Linked DNA regions of Mus musculus: all the other regions are linked to region 4. The links are chromatin contacts, called in public Micro-C and promoter capture Hi-C maps. All regions are on one chromosome and are shown on one strand. Each heading gives the region's core, a stretch centred on a gene start, on an enhancer-like site or on the middle of the called end of the contact. The rest is flanking DNA. Distances are from core to core; before and after follow the strand shown. Region 1 holds the start of Cwc25 (CWC25 spliceosome-associated protein). Region 2 holds the start of Lasp1 (LIM and SH3 protein 1). Region 3 holds the start of B230217C12Rik (RIKEN cDNA B230217C12 gene). Region 4 holds the start of Fbxl20 (F-box and leucine-rich repeat protein 20). Region 5 holds the start of Ormdl3 (ORM1-like 3 (S. cerevisiae)).

What was found. Promoter capture Hi-C pulls out the DNA fragments that hold promoters and counts their contacts. Hi-C and Micro-C count contacts between places; a contact is called where the count stands out from the background. Capture Hi-C pulls out chosen DNA fragments and counts their contacts.
Region 1: a promoter capture Hi-C map of pancreatic islet shows a contact between it and region 4. The contact joins the promoter of Cwc25 here to the promoter of Fbxl20 in region 4. A contact is called at or near these places in 11 of 39 promoter capture datasets (the C10 cell line, cranial neural crest, embryonic stem cells and 6 more) and 3 of 9 other capture datasets (adipose tissue, liver and pancreatic islet).
Region 2: a contact with region 4 is called in a promoter capture Hi-C map of embryonic stem cells. The contact joins the promoter of Lasp1 here to the promoter of Fbxl20 in region 4. A contact is called at or near these places in 11 of 39 promoter capture datasets (3T3-L1-derived adipocytes, the C10 cell line, cranial neural crest and 6 more), 1 of 484 Hi-C or Micro-C datasets (embryonic stem cells) and 5 of 115 datasets of contacts at active chromatin or transcription factors (the SCID.adh cell line, embryonic stem cells, large pre-B cells and 1 more).
Region 3: a promoter capture Hi-C map of adipose tissue shows a contact between it and region 4. The contact joins the promoter of B230217C12Rik here to the promoter of Fbxl20 in region 4. A contact is called at or near these places in 1 of 39 promoter capture datasets (hippocampal neurons), 2 of 115 datasets of contacts at active chromatin or transcription factors (microglia and pancreatic cancer cells) and 1 of 9 other capture datasets (adipose tissue).
Region 5: a contact with region 4 is called in a Micro-C map of embryonic stem cells, with 2.1 times the contacts expected there. The contact joins the promoter of Ormdl3 here to the promoter of Fbxl20 in region 4. A contact is called at or near these places in 1 of 39 promoter capture datasets (erythroid cells), 1 of 484 Hi-C or Micro-C datasets (embryonic stem cells) and 2 of 115 datasets of contacts at active chromatin or transcription factors (large pre-B cells and memory CD8 T cells).

The regions. Positions count from the first base shown.
Region 1 is chr11:97,765,328-97,768,027 of GRCm38.p6, reverse strand. It overlaps Cwc25 (CWC25 spliceosome-associated protein), which reads left to right and starts at 1,415. Exons shown (of 10, transcript NM_026186.4): 1 at 1,415-1,603. The coding sequence starts at 1,586. It also overlaps the pseudogene Atp5l2-ps.
Region 2 is chr11:97,798,208-97,800,907 of GRCm38.p6, reverse strand. It overlaps Lasp1 (LIM and SH3 protein 1), which reads right to left and starts at 1,343. Exons shown (of 7, transcript NM_010688.5): 1 at 1,046-1,343. The coding sequence starts at 1,114. It overlaps n-TCgca51 (a tRNA gene), which reads left to right and starts at 1,931; the gene lies at 1,931-2,002.
Region 3 is chr11:97,839,863-97,842,568 of GRCm38.p6, reverse strand. It overlaps B230217C12Rik (RIKEN cDNA B230217C12 gene), which reads right to left and starts at 1,434. Exons shown (of 3, transcript NR_169086.1): 1 at 1,340-1,434; 2 at 993-1,095; 3 at 1-385.
Region 4 is chr11:98,148,351-98,151,050 of GRCm38.p6, reverse strand. It overlaps Fbxl20 (F-box and leucine-rich repeat protein 20), which reads left to right and starts at 1,435. Exons shown (of 15, transcript NM_028149.1): 1 at 1,435-1,735. The coding sequence starts at 1,694.
Region 5 is chr11:98,585,974-98,588,673 of GRCm38.p6, reverse strand. Ormdl3 (ORM1-like 3 (S. cerevisiae)) reads left to right here and starts at 1,429. Exons shown (of 4, transcript NM_025661.4): 1 at 1,429-1,546.

The DNA.
Region 1 (2,700 bases), core at 166-2,665, 380 kb after region 4:
ACCGGCTGAATTTGTTTTGTTTTTCAAGACAGGGTTTCTCTGTGTAGCCCTGGGTGTCCTGGAACTTACTTTGTAGACCAAGCTGGCCTCAAACTCAGAAATCCACCTGCCTCTGCCTCCCGAGTGCTGGAATTAAAGGCATGTGCCACCACGACCAGCTCGGAGCCAGTGTTCTTAATGGCTGAGCCATCACTCCAGTTCTTTAATTCTAACAACTCAAAAATAAAAACACAAGGGCTGGCGAGATGGCTTGGTGGGTAAGACAACTGACTGCTCTTCAAAAGGTCCTGGTGGCCGGGGGTGGGTGTGGGGGGGTGGGTGGTGGCACACGCCTTTAATCCCAGCACTCAGGAGGCAGAGGCAGGCAGATTTCTGAGTTCGAGGCCAGCCTGGTCTACAGAGTGAGTTCCAGGACAGCCAGGGCTACACAGAGAAACCCTGTCTCTGAAAAACCAAAATAAAAAAGGTCCTGGTGACTCACAAACTCATCCATAATGAGAACTGATACCCTCTTCTGTTGTGTCTAAAGACAGCAACAATGTACTTATTTATATATAAATCTTTTCTTCTTCTTCTTCTTTTCTTTTCTTTCTTTCTTTCTTTCTTTCTTTTTTTTTTTTTTTTTTTTGAGACAAGGTTTCTCTGTGTAGCTCTGACTGTCCTTGGAACTCACTCTGTAGACCAGGCTGGCCTTGAACTCAGAAATCTGCCTGCCTCTGCCTCCCAAGTGCTGGGACCAAAGGCGTGTGCCACTACTGACAGGCCCATAAATAAATCTTAAAAAATAAAAATAAAGACACAAGCTGGCTATAGTTTAGCAAGTCTGTAATTCCAGCATTCTGGTGACAGAAGCAAGTGGTATAGATCTGAGTTCAAGGCCAGCCTGATCTACACTGTCCCCAGATAGCCAGGGTTTTACATAGAAAGACACTGTCTAGGAAACAAAAATAAATAAAATAATAAAAATAGGTATTTCCAGACCAGAATGATCTCAAACTTTGTGCCAGAGCTGGCCAGTTTCCATCTACCAAGCGTGGGAGATGACTGGGGGTGTGCCATGACATCTGGCTTTTGGGATTTTGTTTGATAGCATCTATTTCTATAAAACATGCCGGGAATGAGGGAGCTGGCCGAAAAGCTGGTTTGGAAACCCTGGTGTAGCGGTGAGATGGGGAGGCGGCCTAAGTTGGCAGATACTGAGGTCTTACACTGTCTCGCTTCTACGGCAGAGCCCTGATGCGTTGCCAAGGCAACAGAACCCGCCTATGGCTTTTCAACAGTTGGGGCCAGGGGCTTACGTGAGGCAACCAAAAAGAGGCCACCAAAACTGACGGAGGGTAGAAAGTACTTGCGACTCTAGGTTCACGTAGACTTAGCGCTCATACCAAACGTCATCGAGCCGAGACGCTGACGCAGTCATATGACACCACCCCGGAAGTGCGAGCTAGAGCGGGCGGGGAAAAGGGCAGCTGGTTCCTGTAGGGATTAGGTCCCGAGAGGCCGTCTCTGAACTGTTTCCCTAGGTTTCCTCTCTGCCTTCGCTGAATCTTTCAGGTCCACAGACTGAAGAACCGTCTCCACCATCATGGGAGGCGGAGACCTGGTAAGTGCTAGAGGCCTGGGCAGCGACGACTGAGCCCGAGACCCACAGGCGCCGGGGTGGGGTGAAAGTCGGGGGTAGCAGTCGGTAACCCTGGTAATGAAGTCTTGATTTCAGCACAAGGGGGTGATAAACATGGAGAGGGAGCGGATGGTGAAGCCCACAGAGGGACTGAGATGAGCCTCGGGAAGATGTGCGGCGAGGAATGTTTGCTGTTGTCAGGATTTGCTGATTCGGGGGCTTCCCGGGGGCTCCCAGGAAGTCTAAGGTTAGGGAAGGGACAGTTGAACTCATGGTATGGAAGGAGGTAGATCTTGGGCACGTAGACTTTATTTTGTGTATGTTATCTTCGGACATAGCCTCCCCTGCTCCCCCTTTTTTAGCTAGGAGTTCACAGTTGTATCCTGGACCTGGACTGTTGAAAGGGTGGGCTTCAGTCATTTCCCATCCTGAGCTGTGCCGTTTAGAGGCGTCCATTTCAAATCTTTTCCATCTTTGTTTCCTTCCTTACATCAGTGTTTTGCTTTGATGTGTAGTGAGGAGGCAGCTTTCTTCGGTATCGGTAACACTTTTTTTTTTTTTATGTTAAGTGGCAATTGCTCTTAAGTCCTGTAGTTCGTTTGTGGGGAAGGAATGCCTTAAATAAGGCAGAAATATCCAAGAAGCAGAGAGCTAGATTAGGACACTATTGATCTTCTCAAAGTGAAGGTAATTGAATCAATAAGTACATCAGTTTGGGTATCTGTCCACTAAGCTGAATTTGCCGGGTGTCCTTAATTGGATCAAGTTGCAGGGCTCCATCAAAGTTAGTCTAGTTTAGTATGTGCTTCATGTAACTGTCTATTATGGACAGTGCATTAGTTTACTTCTGTAATAAAACCAAGATCAAAAGCAACTGTCGGAGGAGAAGGCTTCTTGCATCTTACAGGTTATAGCCCATCATTAAGGCAGCTCAAGTTGTAACCCAGAGGCAGGAACTGAAGTAGAAACCATGGAGGGATGCTGCTTACTGGCTTGCTTCTCTTGCCTTACTCAGCTTCCCTTGTTTACACAGGTAGACCACCTACCTAGGGATGGCTCCACCCACAGTGGGCTGGGCC
Region 2 (2,700 bases), core at 94-2,593, 350 kb after region 4:
GAACAAGGCAGAAGGGTCCCATCTCAAACTGTACCGGAAACACCCAGATCTACCCTTCAGTCCCCCTTGCAAAAGTGTAATGGCAAACAGATGATCGGGTCCAGCCTGGGCCGGGGGATGCGTAAGAGCCCCTAGGGGCCAGCTGATTTCCAGAAGGCTACCCCCCTCCTCTTAAAAAACTCCTTTTCGTCTGCTTCCTCAGAACTCGGCCAATCCCACCCTCCATCGGAGAAAACAGCTCTGAAAAGTTAGCTCTTTGTTCTCTAAGCTGGTCTCCAGGCTGAGCACAATTTCAGATCTCCAAGAAGCGTCCTCCCCACTCCCTACCCCGCCCAGCTCCGACTGGGCAGCCGATCACCCGGAGTGGCTTGCAATTTGAATTGGGGGTTGGGGAAGCTATGAAGGAGGTCTGCGGGTTCCCCAACCACAAAAAAAGCAAGGAGGGGACCAGCAGGTCGTTCAAAAAGAGGGGGTCTCGCAGTGAGATTCCGGCGCTGCCCCTAAATCCCTTTCACCACAATTGACACTCGCTGGACGAAGGACCCGACGCAGCTTCCAAGCCAGGAAGCCAGGCTACCGGCAGCCCAAGCCGGGCGGGTAGCGCCGGCCCCAGCCTCCGCCCCGCCCCCGCCGCCCCCTCCCCCCAGCGCCCCGCGCTTCCGCCTACTTGGCGCTGGCCGCCGCGGGGAAAGGGAGCGGCCGTCTCCCCTCTCACTCCCGGCCCGGGGGGCGGGACTGCACCTCTAACCTCCTGCACACACCCGGGGAACCCGGTTCCCTGGTGCTCTTCCGCCCTTCCTTCCAGCCCTCCTAACCTCGATGCACAGAGGCCACCCATCTCCAGCGGTGGCTGCTCACCACCTCGCCTTGGACCTCCCAGGTTCCAGACTGGGGTCTGTCCCCACACCCCAAGTCGCCTCCCGCCTTCCTTACCTGCTCTGGGGAGCGCAGGGAAGAGCCCGCAAAGACCCGGCCCCTCTTTCCTCCCCTGATGGAGAGCTGCACTAGCACTGGCTAGCTCGCAGCGCCCGGTACCCGAGCTCACCTTATCCAGACAGTTCACCTTCTCCGTGGGGTACACGATCTTGCCGCACCGGGCACAGTTAGGGTTCATGGTTCCGGGGAAAGACTGGGGCGGGGACGCCCGTATTCGCGCGCGTTCCCTTTTCCTTGGGCGAGCTGGTGGGAGGCGGCGGCTGCAACTGTGCAGGCGACGGCGACTGGAACTGGGGAACTGGCCTCCGCCTCCGCCCTCCTTCCCCTAATAAACACAGTGGGGAGGAGGGGCTGCACTGGCTAGGGCGGGGACGCGCCTCGGGCGCGGAAAGAGGCGCGCGCGACCAGGCGCGCTCCCCGGGCGACGTGGGGCTGCGTGGGGGCGGGTTCCAGGGAGGACTGCGGGACGGGAGTGCAGGAGCCCCTGAGCTCTCGGGGTGCACGTGCCCCTGGGCTCCGCGACCGAGGACGGGCCCGGGCCATGGCCCTTCCCGCGCTGGAGAAACAGACGCGAGTGTGGCAGAGCCCGATTTCCCATGAGAGGGGGCAACCCCACGCACCCGACGATGGTGGGGATAGTACAGATTCTCTAGACTGGGGGACTTTCCTTAAACCCGTGGGTCCCCAGCATCAACCTGCGGGGAAACCACCCCTTGCCCCGCCCCGCCCCCCAGCTAGTTCCCTTCCCGCCCACATCCTCTCCCACATAGGTACCTGTCCCTTTCCCTTTGGACTCAGCACCTCCGTACGTTCACCCTCCCCGCCCCTCTGCGCTGCAGCTTTCCCATGGATTCTTCGGATTCAGGCATCCTCTGCTTTCAGCTTGGCCGCCTTTGCTCTTCCATTCTTTTCTCTTGCCCCTATTCTACCTGTGTAGCAGCTGCGACAGCATCTTAAGACTGAAAAGAGATTGCTTCAAGCTGCGCGTCGGTGCGGGGGTATAGCTCAGTGGTAGAGCATTTGACTGCAGATCAAGAGGTCCCTGGTTCAAATCCGGGTGCCCCCTCAGAGTCTTTTCCTCTCTTCAATGACAATAAAAATACGTTTCAATACAAGTATGATCTTGATTCGACCCTGGGTCATTAAAACAGGTAAAAAGATAAAGGCCACTCCTCCTTTTAAATCTGAGCAGAAAAGCCTTCGTTTTGCCTCGTACCAAGCAGAAGTTGCACGACTTTATTTGATTGGCGCCAGAGTCCTGGAGATTTCTGCCCATGGTATGCTTGTGAATTTGAATTGGATTGTTCCACACTTTGGGTTCGGAAGCCAAGGTCACTCCCCAGGTTGACGGTGTGTGTCCGTTGAGGGTCAAGGGTCAATCAAAAAAGGGAAACTTGCGGACATAGCCCTTCTCCAACCTAAGCTTTCCTTTCCCTTTTTCGTTTCATTCTATGATCCTTATTATTCTATATCCTCACGTTTCATTGTGACTTGGTGACGTGGACCGAGTAAAAGCGCTCCGAGACCGTGAAACCGGGAGGAGCACTCGTCAGCTCCCTTCACTGCAAAAGAACAAGACCCCAAAGCCAAGTAATATAAATGAATGCAGTGGTTTTCACAACTTGTGCGTGCTCTAGAGTGACCTGGGGGAGGGGGGGGCTCATTAAAACGTCCCCAGTTTCCGATTGTGTAGATGCTGAGGAAGGCCTTGGCAGTTAGCTCTTTGGCGGATTTGTCAGGTAAATCATTCAAGGACGCAAGGAC
Region 3 (2,706 bases), core at 185-2,684, 310 kb after region 4:
AAATTACTGATCAGTGTTTGCCCTTGAGGTTACAAGGGAACGCCTGCTTGTGAAGCAGAAAGCAAAGAATATTTTAGCATCGTGTGCAGTTGCATTTAGACCTAAGGAAAGGCTGTCCATATGAATGTTTGGGCAGTCTCCACTCTGACTTCACTGTTCCAATCTTCCATATTCTGAATAGTCCCTGTCTACAGCTCAATCGCATGCAGCAGCTGCCAGTGGCTGGCATTCTTGGACTAACTCCTGATGTCCCCAGGAGTGCCCCTGCCTCACAGAATGCCTTCGTGCCAAGGGTCAGCCACATCCGGATACACTGGAAGAGATCAGTTGGGCCTCAGGATTGCTGCTGGTGGTGAGAGGCCTCTTGCTGGACCCGACACAGGAGCTGTGGGAAACCCAAAAACAATGGTCAGCTGCAAACTGCAGCAGGGGTACCCCTACTGGTCAGGAACTAGCAGGAGTTCTGAGAATCCTCCCCATTCCTCTACACAACTGGGGAAAGTGGGCATCTCCCTCACCCCTTACCCCAAGTAGGTTTCATTTGCTATTTTTTCTCAAGTGGGAGTTAATCACTAGTGAACTAATGAATGCAGTTATGGCGCAGCAGTGAATTAATGAATACAATTATGCCAGCAGATTTGAAAACTGCCTTGTCCACACATAAGGATGTACTGTAGTCATTGTCAGGAGAGAATGGACAACTTGGTTTTGCATCTACCTGGAAGGAAATTAGGAAATAATAGTCTGTCCCCCTCCACCCCCCAGCACACTCCCTCCCATCCTACCTAAAACCTAGTGCATTTTATTTATATTTATTTATTTACTTATTTGTAGTGATGTTTATTTTTAAGAAATAACATTTTAAATCAATTCCCAAAGAAAGCTGGCCTTTCTTATTCTTTTCACATTGATCCAAGAAATGCTACGTCAATGTGTATGACAAATAGATACAAAAACAAGCTTTCTTTTCATTTTTTTTTTTTAATCAATACCCGAATAATGACCAGAAGCAAAACTCCACCGGTGCGTCAGCAAGCAGGATGCTCGGCCCTTCAGCTCCATCCTTCCCCTCGCAGCCCCTGCAGCGCCAGGCCACTAGAGAAGGTAAATTATGTAGGACAGAACCACCAGGCCTATGATGGCAAAGAACATGAGGATGAAAATATCCAGCATGGCTCAGTACAAGCAGAGGAGTCCCCTCGATTCCGGGGAAGTGGGAGCTGCAAGCGTGGAGGTCGGTCAGCGCGGAGAAATGGCTCCTCTTCCCTCCCGCTTCCTGTTCCCTCCCCCTCCCGGGGACCTGAAGCTAAGGGATGCTGCAACCCCATCAGCAACTTACTCTCCACCTCCACCATCACGGCCAGCCAATCACAAAGTCCACGGTGGGTAACCAGGGAACAGCTACTTTTAGACCAGGCAAAACCGGAGAGGTTTAATTTCTTCCCAGGAAGCCAGCCCCGCCCCTTTGTGTGGAAAAAAAAAAACAAAACAAAAAAACCGCTATCTCTATTTAGATACAGTTTCTGCACTGAGTGGGCTGCTCCGGAAGGTGTGAGCGGAGGATCTCTACAGACTCCTTAGGAATGGATTTTTCTGCCTTCCTTTTTCCTTCTCCCTCTCACACATCTCTGGTAATCTATCTCAGAAGACAAATTGTTGCCAGTTTTGTGGGCCATTACCTAGTTCAGAGAACATAGAGGAAGGTCTCATGTGAGTCTCAGGAGGCGAGGGGTGGGGGTAGGGCGACCCTGGGCATGGATCTGAGTTTTCTCACTGTGCTGGGGGTCATTTCAACCAGTCTGAAGTCTTTTAAAGCCTGAGCTCAAGGGTGGTCAGGAGCTTGCGTGATAAATTTAACAACTTGTCAATAGGGGGCAGGAGTCAAAGCGAGCCTCTCACATTCCACCAGACGCTGGCTTGCCTTGTTGGTCTGGGAGATCCTCAGAGCCCAAGCTCATTTGTGTCACATGAGGTCTCTCCTTCCCTTCTGTGGTGCCAGTTTCCCCCGTTTGTTTTCTCTGGATCTTCTGAATTTACCTCGTGTCGTCATCAGAGAAAACAGCAAAAAACCCACTCACACCCGCTCCTAGTGTCTAGAGATGCAAATCCAAGCATGGTTTTGTTGTTTCTTTTTGTATTATTATTAATTATTGTTGTTGTTTTATTTTGTCTTGAGGGAGTCTCAGTTAGCCCAGGCTGGCCCTTGACTGGATTCTCCTGACTCTACCTCTCAGCCTCTGAGCACTGCCATTACAGCTGGCTTTCATGTGGTTTCTTCTGAGGGACCGAATCTTACAAAAACTCAATGATAGGGCTCAAGGGGTAATGGTGTTGTACACCAAACCTGAGGACCTGAGTTCAATCCCTGGGGCCCACAGTGGAAAGACAAGGACTCCTTTCTGTTAGTTGTCCTGTGATGTCCACACATGCCCTTTGGTGTACACACACATACATAAACAATCACATTAAAAAAAAAAAACCCACACCCACTGCGATGTATTTTGATTCTTTCTGCTTTGTGTTGTGTACCAACTGTTTATTAAAAAGGAAAGGATTTCTATAGGTCAGTTTCTAAGGTCTGGCATTCTTAGACTCTCCCCAAATATTTTCTTTGAAGGGTCTAGACCTTGAGATCTTAATAACCCCCTTTCTTTTTTCTTTTCTTTTTTTTTTTTTTTTTTTTTTTTTTTTTTTTTGGTTTTTTGA
Region 4 (2,700 bases), core at 186-2,685:
AGTTTTTAAAGAGGACCAGCCTTTCTCTCTTTTTGTACACATTTGCTTATTTCATGTATGTGGGTATACTGTAACACTTTTGCTCTTAAAAGTTCATCTTTTTCAAGTTCTAAAACTAAGTAGAAAAGGTCTGACGACAAACTCGTAATTGCTTTGAGCATAAAATTGGAAGCAGTATTAAGGTCTAATTAGGACGGCTGGGATTTATGGTAGTTTTTAATATTTCAGGTTTGGTACATTTTGTAATGTCTCTGACGGAGCAATTTCACTCTCGGTTGTTTCATAATTCGTGGAAAATAGGTCATAGATTTTGGAAGTCTTGAAGGCTGGAGTTAACAAAAAGATGACAGACTACCTTTTATACTAGGAGCGAAATCCAATGGAAGAGTTTCCTATGGGCAACCGCCCCCGCCTACTCGCTCCTACATGCTTGTTTCTCCCGCCGAAATGGCGTCACGCCGTGGCTCTCACGAACCAGCTCTCCGATTGGAGGGTGAGCAGCCGCTGCAGCCCATTGGGCGCCAGCGGCCGGAGGGGCGGGGACGCCAATGGCCCTTGTGCCTTGCCCGCCCCCACCCGATTGACGCCAGCCCCTCCCCCGGCCCAAGGAATGGGTACTGGGCTGGGGCATTGCACCCCCTGATCCCGAGGTGTAGCCTCGCTGCCAGCTCCTGTGCAGAGCTGGCGCTACGTCCTCCTCTTAGCGCAACCAGCTCCTGCCTTCTGGAGCCTGGCACTGAGAGCCATCCGCCCCGCAGGGGCCCCCCAGGCCTCCCTGCAGCACCCCGTAATGCAATTCACCGGGGTGGGGGAGGCGGCGGCAGCACCTACGGCGGCAGCGGCGGCGGCACTGCCCCAACCTAGAGACGTCTAGAAAGAGGAGGAAAATGGCTCCGAGCAGGGACCGCCTGCTGCACTTTGGGTTCAAGGCGACAGTGAGTGATAGAGGACGGGAGCTGGGTGGTCAGAAAGACGTGGGTGCCAGCTCAGGCCGCCGGGGAAGTGATCAGATCAGAGCTGGGGACCCTAGGCTGAAAGCTCAGGTTCCGCGTGGGTCGCTACGTGCCAGTGAGCCCTCGCAGTGCTGGAGGGGATCCGGTGATGTTCCTGTCCCTGTTCTGCTCTTCTCGCCGGTCCGCGGGCACGCGCGCACTCGCACCCGCCCCACAGCACACACACCGTGCCCCCCCCCCCCACGCCCGCGCGCGCACCGAAGCAGGCGCGCACTTGGGCACTTCCCTGCTTCTCCTTGTCCTGGTGGGCTGGCGCCCGGTCACCCCACGTTCCAGGCGCTCGCGGGCTCACCGTCCGGGGCTGCGCCGGGTGGGGGAGGGGTGGGCTCGCGCCGCCGCCGCCGAGCGCTCCTCCCCTCCCCCGACGTTCCGAGGCCCGGGCGGCTCTGCCCAATGAGGAGCGGCGTTGCTGGCAGGTGGGGAGTGTTTTTGTTTTGGGTTGAAGTTGAGGCTTTGGAGAGGACCGAGCTAGCGACTGGCAGTCGTCGCGGCCGCGGACGCCGCGGGCGGTGGTGGAGGCCCCCGCGGGACTCGAGCGGTCGCTCCTCCGCGTCGGCCGGGCGAGCCTCGCCTTGCTGCCGCCGCCGCCTCCCGCTCCCGGAACTCCGGGGCCTGCCCTGGCCCCTATCTTTGCACTCCGCACGCCGCAGCGCCCTGCCCGGGCCGCACCCGCCGGCCCCATGAGGAGGGACGTGAACGGAGTGACCAAGAGCAGGTTTGAGGTGTGAGCTCGGAGGGGTCTCGGGCGGCGGCGAAGGCCAGCTCTCGCACCCCAAACAGTAGCTCGACCGGAGCCTCCTCCCTTGTGCGGCCCGCCACCCGCCCCCGATGCGGCCGCCGGCGTCCTCCCCTGCTTGCGACCCGCAAGCCCCGCGCACCGGCTTGCCTCGCCTTCCGGGAGGTTCGCCTGCTGCCCCTTCCACCCGCGGGCCCTGGCCGGGATTAGCCCTGGCGCCCTAAATCCCCCCTCCCCCATAACACCCAGCTTCCCATTCTCTGCCCAGCCCTTGGCTAGCCTCCTTCCACCACGCAGTGAAAGCACTCAGTCCCCGACTGGCCAGCGCCTGCTGCCTTCGTGAATCTCCACCCGAGCGGGAATCGATTAGTCCTCGGTGGAAGTAGGAAGTTGGGGGTGGTAGTAAACTGGGACGATAGAGGCGACTGTGGGGTTTTCGTGCTGTTTGGATATTCTAATACTTCCTCTTCCCCGTGTAGTCTAATACTTTTGTGGTTCATTGTTTATTGGGAACTTAGATATCTGTTCCGAGAATGCGAGGAAGGTCTGAGAGCCTTCGGAGAACCCATTCCTGGTTTGTTTTGTTTTGTTTTTTTGTTTTGTCTTAAGTTTGTCCTCTGAAAAGGAGGTTTGTAGTCTTGGAATGGAACCGTACATAGTCAGAAAGATCTTTAAAAGCGAGTTCACGACTGAGAAAGGGATTCCTTTGGGAAGTATCCTAAGTACTGGTGAAATGAAATACAGTAGTTTGGAGATGTGCTGGAGGTTTCATTGGTAGGCCGAGAGACAAAGAAACTTACACAAGAGAAAATGTTACCTGGCCTTTTCTGGCAGAGGCTCAGGCTGACTGACCTGTGCTGGGCCCAGGCTCAGTGTTCATCTCACTTGCTGGCTTCCTGTCTCCTCTCTCTTGTTGTATTTTTAACACCCAGTGTTTCCCTTCAGCTCCCT
Region 5 (2,700 bases), core at 180-2,679, 440 kb before region 4:
GTGTGGGGGTGTCTCTGTGAGGCTTCTTCAGTCTCACAGAGGCTGAAGGACGGTTAGTTAGATGTTCGGATCTGAAGGGCCCCTGCCTCTGGAATACTTGAGAAGCTGCCCATTTTTACTTCTCAGGGTAAGTCAGATAGATATACACTCACTCCTGGCTTCCAGGGCTCCGCCTCCGGCCGGAGACAGCTATTCCTCCCCGCCCCCACCCCCTCTGGCAGCTCCCTGATGATGGGCGGGTCTAAGGAAAAAGCTCCCCAGGTTGTCCGGGCAGGCCTTCTCCTTCCAGTCCTCGCATGTTCAGTCCGTCGCGCATATACAGCCAGCCAGGCTGGCATCTGTTACGTCATCTATTCCTGTCATTCCAGCCTTGCCAGGGTTTATGGGCACGAGACTGAGAAGGTGGGCGGGGGAAGTAGAAACAACTAAAAGGAGGCCCTCTATTGTTGACGTGGAAAGTGGGAGTGACCTAGGAGAGCCAAAGAACACTCTAGTTGCGTTCCTACAAGATAAGAAGTGCTTTGTATGACATTCTTTTGAAATATCAAAGCAACCTTGGGAGTAAGTTTTGACAGCTGTAAAACTGAGATTAAGACAAGTCATTTGTCCAGGCTTACTCTGCCAATAAAGATGTACATACACTATATGTACCTAGCAATAAAGTCTGTGCCCTTCTTTTCAGAGCTTCCAGACATGAAAGTTGCAGAAATGAGGCTCCCTACCTAAAGCTACACGTATTAACCTCAGACAGAAGCTCAAAGCTCCTCACGTTAGTAAGGTCTCGTCCTATGACATAAATCCTATTTTATACCTGATGTAGGGAGGAGATCCAGGAGTGGCCAGACCTACACCAGCAAGGATTAAGCATAAAGACTAGGTGGGCCAAAGATGCCCACAGGCTCCTGTCTCTACCCTGAACACATGTACCCAACTAAAGTCCTGAAAAATGTAATCCCGGGAGTGAATGGGGCTCCTTCGGGGCAAAGGGTAGTGTTTCTCGGCTTCTGGAGATAATCCGGGGCCCAGGCAGCGACGGTTAGGAAAAAACCAAACCAAAACAACCTCTGCATTTAGGGTCAGGCTATCTTAGCAGGGCCTTAATGCAGGTTACTTAAAACTCTTAAGTCTTCGACTACAAGATGGGACATGGACAAACCGCTTGTGCAACACGTGAAGGGCGCAGATGCAAAAGCTACAATTGTTAACGCACCAAAGAGACAGCATCTGATCTCACTATTGCGTCAGGGTGGGACGTTCTGCGGGGTGCCAAAGCTCGCGGTGGGATCAAAAGCTAGACCAGGGAAAAGCCTACAACTCCCAGGAGGCGCCGGGCGGGCCGGTGAGGAGGCAGCCTAGAAACTACACTTCCCAAGAGGCACAACGTGATAGGCGCGTGGTAGTGACGTCACCGCCCCGGCTCGGGGAGCTGATTCGGCCAGAGCTGCCAGCGGGGTAGCCACCGCCGCTGGTTTGTTACAGCTGCTGGAGCGGCCGCGGCCCGGGTTCTCGGGCTCTCTCCCGGGCCCTCGACCTCCAACCCCGCGCGGTGAGTCCAGACGGGTGGCATCGGAGTGGTGAAGCCCGAAGGCTCCACGGGTTGGAGAGCCGGGAGAGAAGGCTGCTGCTGGGGAGGCGTCCGCGCAGGAGGAGACCTGAGCTGGGTGGCTGGGGGTGGAGAGTGCGTGCATCAGGCGAAGGAGTGCCAAAAGAGGAAAGTGGGAGCAGGGGGCCGGGGGTGATAATCCGGGAGGAGCGCTGCAGCTGGGGGTGGGAGGCGGGGAACGGCTGGACTTAAGGGATAAAGGTTTGGCTGCCTCCAGGGTTGAGTGAATGCGTGGAGATGGGGGTTGGGCCCCGAACCCGGCCAGACTGCTAGTGCGAGGTACCAGGCTGCAGAGCAGAAGCGGGAGGCCCCGTGGAAGGAGTTCTCATACACATACTCCCAAGATATCGAGGACACCGTTCCCTCGCTCCTGACTCGTGGAGGCTTGCTTTTTTTTCCACACCCACTTTCCTGAGTCCAGGAGTCGGGCTGGCGAGGACAACCGTGGTTCTGCAGATTGAGGGTGGGCCGAGTGGAAGCGACATTGTGTGTTGCATGAACTCCCTCTTGGGATCCCTTGGGAACAGGTTTGCTGTATAAAGGGCAAGTCTTAAACTGGGGAGGGATTTGGGAAGTGCTTACCGGATGGTTAACGCCGCGGGGAGGGGGGGAAGGCGGGAGGGAGGAGATGGGGGTGGTAATCTGGTCTTGGCATGAGTGTCTGACAGACTGGCTTGGGCCTGCATGGAAAAGAGGCAAAGAGCTATACCATAGCCAAAAGTTTAAAAAAAAAAAAAGTGGTTAACAGGACGGAGTTGCTTCAGGCTCTGATTTGAGGCAGATTATGAAATCACACCAGCTACCTGCCAGTTGTGGTAGCAGTTTTCAGTCTGGTCACCCCAGACCTTTCTGCCCCTGCCAGTCTCCTATTTCTTCACTTCTGGGAGAAAGGTCAGTTGTGTCCTAATGGAAATACACAAAGCCACAGGAAAGTCTCAGGAGTACTTTTGGGAGGATGGTGAAAGAGGGTGCAGCAGTCTCCTGAAGTTCCTAACCTGCTTTAAAAGACAACTAGCACTTAGGCTTTAGGAAGACAGTTCCCGTGGGGTCACCTAGGCTCTCTTAGATGCCCTGTTAGAGCCAGAAAGGAGTGGAGG